2 separate regions of the Mus musculus genome follow, and region 2 is linked to region 1. A link is a contact called in public HiChIP or PLAC-seq data. All regions are on one chromosome and are shown on one strand. Each heading gives the region's core, a stretch centred on a gene start, on an enhancer-like site or on the middle of the called end of the contact. The rest is flanking DNA. Distances are from core to core; before and after follow the strand shown.

Region 1 (2,700 bases), core at 164-2,663:
ACACATGCTGCAGCACGTGTGGGGAAAAAATTGACATAAAATTATTCGACCTGGTATTTTGTTGCTTTTAAAACCATTCTTTCGCTAAGGGTGACTAACAAGATAAAAATCATATGCCATGACTGTAAGATCATTTCTTTTTAGAAATGTCTATTCTGTTTTCTCTCATATCACCTTGCAGCTGATTTTCAAGGAGTATGGCAAAGAATCAGGAAGCTGCCATAAGGCAGAAAGATCAGAAAACCAGTGTACATCCTGAACTACGGGCTGAGCTCAGTAACACGGCTGTTGTGAGCGAGGTGAATTGCTGCAGCCGTGTAAGCTGCAGTAATTAAAGCTATAACAAGTGAAAACAGCTCACTGTGACACTGCACTCTCTAAAGTCCTGTGAAGCAATGACTGAAACCAAGGGCACATCATGCCACTGCTGGGAAGTTAAATCCACTGGAGATTTTGAAAAAAATGAGCAAAAGCTTCAATGTGAAATAAAATCTTCGATGACTGAAGACATACAAAGACAGGTTCTCTGAATGCAGGAGGTCCAAGGGAGTAAGAGTTCAGCCTGCCTGACCCCAATCCAGAATTACACAAGATTTTATAAGAAAATGCACAGGAGAGTATATATAATTTGAAACTTTATTTTCTATGCTATGCACATGCATTTTGCTTGCATGCTTGCATGTATGTATGTGCAACATGTGTTGTGTCTGGTACCCATGGGGCCAGAAGAGGGCACTAGATCCCCATAACTGGAGTTACAGGCAGTTGTGAGCCATCATGTGGGTGCTGGGAACTGAACCCCGGTTCTCTGCAAGATCAAAAAGTGCTTTTTAACTCCTGAACCATCTCTTTAGCCACACATGCCATTTTTAACCATATAAAAATAATATTAAATTGCAAACACAACTTCTTGAAAGTATCTGTCAATCTTGGGACACAAAATAGTAAAAATATAGTTTATAATTTTTACCTTTTTTTTTTTTAAAGATAAGGTCTCACCTATATAGTCCAGGCTTGATCAAACTTGCTATCCTCCTGCCTCAGCTATCTTGACTAACCTAAATTTAGAAGGCATATAAAATAAAAATTATACAAGCTAAGAAGACAAATAGTAAAGGTAAACCTTTTTTTTTAATATTCAAAATTAGGATATTCCCTCTAAAGGCCTTTAGTTATTCTATCATCATAAAAATCATCAGAAATATGTGTAGAACCCTCAGTTGTAGCATTTCTGTGCCCTCTGAGCCAGTCGATTACTGCCTTTCCTCAGCCCCATCTGACGAGGCCTGTGCTACAGAAGCCTGTCTGTCTACGGATGGCACAGAGGACAGGATACCTCAGTTGAGTCGGACTCTTCCATTTAAAAGTTCTTGTTTCAGAAGTCCCCTCCCGCTGTTTCTCTGTTGAATAGCTAAAGCTCTTTAGGAAGGAGCCACACCTCACCTTGAAAGCATCTGTGCTAGAGACAAGGCTATTGCTCAGTACAACGGAAACTCAACTTGTGAAGTGGGGAGTGCTTTTGTGTTCACTGCTTTAAGACAATCTTGTCATTCGGGTCTGATTTAAAGCTGAGCTTTAATTTTTTTTTTTTTTTTTTGGTTAGTTGGTTTTTTTTCAAGACAGGGTTTCTCTGTGTAGCCCTGGCTGTCCTGGAACACACTCTGTAGACCAGGCTAGCCTCAAACTCAGAAATCTGCCTGCCTCTGCCTCCCGAGTGCTGGGATTAAAGATGTGCACCACCAGTGCCTGGCGAGCTTTAGTTTTTAATATCATGTTCCACTAAAGTGCTTTATTAACCCTGACGGCAGGCATTTGTGGTTCATATATGCCATGCTGTGTGAATGATCAGTGCTGTAGCACAGAAAATTACCACCTTGCTATTTGTCTTTTATGATCTGTAAGAAATGAGAAAGGACAATGTACAGTCTTTGCTACGTTTTAATAATAATAGGTTTTAAGGAATTAATTTTTATGTCTAGTCAGCAATATCAAACAAAATGTACTGAGTACTCCCCAGGTACAGAGTACTGCCAAGTACCTTAGACCCTTCCATGACAGCTACAACTCTTGCCCCAGGAGCTTACAGCCTGGGGACCTACAACTCAAAGCCTGAGTGGGAGAGTGAGCTAATTTAAGGCAAAAATCTCCTCCCCCTAGAGCTATTATAGATGGGATGATTTTAGCAGTTGGAACTACCCAATCAAGATTAATTTGGTTGTGGATTTTTTTTCAGGTTGAACCTGAAATACAGTTTTTATTAAGCTCCATCTAGTAAACAGTGGCCTAGTAGGTGCTGAATGAAAGCCAAGACTAGATCTCTTGAAGGACAAGTTTAAGACATCTTCCTTGTGGTTATTTACTTGAAAAAGCAAGTATATTGAATGGTGTGGTGAGGTCACTGACATGTGAATATTAAAGTATATGGCATGTCTAACCCACAGAAAGCCCCTCATGAGTCCTAATGCTCTGTGTAACAACCATCCATCATGTGCTTTCAAAGTTTTATTTATGCCTTGTTACACCAAAAGTAAATAGTCCATTCAAAATAAACTAGTGACCTGCATATTTTCATATGGATGAATGACTGTATATCTAAATAGGAAATAAATGGCAATCCTATCTACCTATATTAAAAAAAAATAGACAGTCTTTCCAGATTTTTGCATACTAAGGAGAGGTACGGGGTCTTAAGGTCTCACA
Region 2 (2,700 bases), core at 6-2,505, 64 kb before region 1:
AATAAATAAATCTTAAAAAAAAAAAAAGAATATATAACACGCACGTACAGTAGCAGCAGTTGCTAGTATGTATTCGGAACTTAACCACATAAATAGCCCATAAGTTATCTAAGATAATCATAGCAGCAACCGTATTTCCTTCCAAGTTAGGACTGAGAAACGGTGAAGACAAAAGTCTGGGAAACACAAAGCACACAGACGAGCCGGTATGACAAAAAACGTAAGGGGGTCGGCAGCGGCCCATGGCAAAGAAATGACTCGACAAAAGCAGCTACATGCCACTGGACATGGATTTAAATGTCAAAATGCTCAAGACCCTTGTTCTGCGTATCCATCAAATACTGAAGCTACGAATTCCACTGAACGCGTCCCTCCCTTCTGCAATCCCACAGCATCACCCTAGTTCGGTACCCTCACCCTTATCAACTGGCGTTGCTTTCTTTGTTTTCTGCGGTGCTAGAGATCGAACCTGAAGCCTGCTGACAAACGATTTCTTTCTTTTCTTTTTGGGGGTGTTTTGTTTTGTTTTTTTCCGAGACAGGGTTTCTCTGTGTAGCCCTGGCTGTCCTGGAACTCACTCTGTAGACAGGCTGGCCTCGAACTCAGGAATCCGCCTGCCTCTGCCTCCCAAGTACTGGGATTAAAGGCGTGCGCAACCACCGCCCGGTACGATTTCTTTTTTTAATATTACACTTTGTTTATTGTCGGAAGAAGCCACGGCGCACGCGTGGAGGTCAGAGAATCATCTAGAGGGGTCCTTCAACTGTGTAGATCCGGGGATCGAACTCACCCGGCTTGACAGTAATTGCCACTACCTGCTGACCCATCTCCCAAAGAGTTGGCCAGCCTCAAATTTTGTTTCTCCGCCTTAAATCCAGATTAGGCCTTTAAAAAAAATCAATCTCAGCCGTTCCGCGAAAAAGTTTGAAATAGCACCTGAATTAGAAATCGACCTTACCACACACGGTAAGGAGACAACGCAAATCCTTCCTTGGCCCTCAAAGACTCAAACTGGCCTGGGGAAGGTTGGCGTGGTGGCTGTTGCCACGGTAACCAAAAGTTCACGATCTCTGTAACTTACGGTCTCAGAGCCCAGGAGCACAAAGTCAAGAGGAAACCGCAGAAGGAACAAGCAGGAGGCTCACACACCTTTTCCTGTTTCACTGAAAGCGCAAGGCGTACGGAGCCCGCGAGCCGCTAAATCCAAGCTCCAGAGTCGCCCGACTCCACGTTGTTCGCCGCCCCGGAAAACCCTGTCCGGAAGCAGTTAACGAGCGCTTCCTGGGAGCTTGCGCAGAACCAGCCTGGTGGGCATTCAGGTAGTGCGCATGCGTGGCCACGCCCCCACAGGAGCGTTACCTGTGGGAAAGATGCAGAGCCTATCCAGCTCTGAAGAGGCTTCCGGACGAGGCCCGGAAGTGGATGTTGACTTCCGCCTCCCCATTGGTTTGGCCCAGATTGACAATTTAGCCTGAGCCTTAACGAAATTGGAAGATTTCCATCGCAAAGTCGAGTGTGACAAGGGAACGCATAGCCGATCCCAGTTGCTGCTAGCATCTGATTTAAGTGACTTCCTGCCTCACAGTTTGAGCAAGAATCTTTTTCCTTTTCAACGTGGATTGTTGTAGGGATGGGTCTGGATCCCACTTTCATGAGAGACATTCACAGCCATGTGTTAATTCTGGAGGTAGATAGTGGAATTGTTAAGCCTTTGAAAAGGACCATGGAGAATGGCAGATGTATTTTCAAGGGCTGATCCGTTAAATGAACAGACTGGCACCAGTGGTGAAAACACGCATTAATGAGTAAAAGCTACAGGAAGACAACTTTAAAGTTATTGGAACTAAAATAAAAAAGAACGTACTGAAGGCTGCATAAGTGATGGCATGGACTCCTCTGGAACTTTGAATTTACTGCTCGAGAACAGAATCCGAGTATCATAGAAACCTAAGGGTCTATAAAAAGACTTTGTATGAAGAGTTGTTTTTTTTTTTTTAATGCGATGGGTATTTTATTCCGTGTTTTCTATGTAAACAGTATGCAGTGCTCATAGGCACTAGAGAAAAGTTATTTATACAGTTCTTTGTGTCTTTGCCCTTACTGTTTCTTTTTGTTGCTGAGTTTTTGTTTTGTTTTATTTTTGTTTCTAAGACCATGTTTCAGCATTGCCCTAGCTGTCCTAGAACTTAGTCTGTAGACCAGGATGGCCTCAACCCAGAAATCAGTCTGGCTTCCAAGTGCTGGGATTAAAGGCATGTGCCTCTATGCCTGGGCCTTTAAACCTATACTCCTAACTACAGGCAAAGCTAAACTATGTGACAAAGGAGGGGCAGTCACACACACACACACCAAGATAATGATTAGCTTGTCATCTGGAATCTTGATTTATCAAAATGACTCAGCTGATTTTGGTCATGCTCATAAAAATGGGGGAAAATACTAGCAGTAGTGGTGCGTGCCTTTAATCCCAACACTCAGGAGGGAGGGAGGCAGGCAGATTTCTGAGTTCGAGGCCAGCCTGGTCCACAGAGGGAGTTCCAGGACAGCCAGGGCTACACAGAGAAACCCTGTCTCAAAAAAGGGGTGGGAGGATGTTGTGATGTTGAAAGATCCTGGCAGAATGTAAAAGGTCACAGAAGCCCTGAAATTGGCAAAATAGATTCATTGTTAGCAGAACTAGCTTCACTGGTTTAGAAAAAT

What was found. HiChIP or PLAC-seq counts read pairs in DNA pulled down with a chosen protein or histone mark.
Region 2: an H3K27ac HiChIP or PLAC-seq map of embryonic stem cells shows a contact between it and region 1, with 2.9 times the contacts expected there. The contact joins the promoter of Taf1a here to the enhancer-like site in region 1. A contact is called at or near these places in 5 of 484 Hi-C or Micro-C datasets (embryonic stem cells, pancreatic cancer cells and trophoblast stem cells), 7 of 115 datasets of contacts at active chromatin or transcription factors (CD8 T cells, the SCID.adh cell line, embryonic stem cells and 2 more) and 3 of 9 other capture datasets (adipose tissue, liver and pancreatic islet).

Annotation. Positions count from the first base shown.
Region 1 is chr1:183,323,399-183,326,098 of GRCm38.p6, reverse strand. It overlaps Aida (axin interactor, dorsalization associated), which reads right to left. Exons shown (of 10, transcript NM_181732.4): 10 at 1,598-2,700. Among named protein-coding and RNA genes, the nearest start is that of Gm34102, 21 kb to the left of the region's middle. Within about 2 kb of position 1,413, at least 1 of the 459 cell types and tissues checked has an H3K27ac peak or open chromatin away from gene starts, as enhancers often do. A contact at or near this core is called in embryonic stem cells, where this site is marked.
Region 2 is chr1:183,387,540-183,390,239 of GRCm38.p6, reverse strand. It overlaps Taf1a (TATA-box binding protein associated factor, RNA polymerase I, A), which reads right to left and starts at 1,255. Exons shown (of 11, transcript NM_001277959.1): 1 at 1,082-1,255.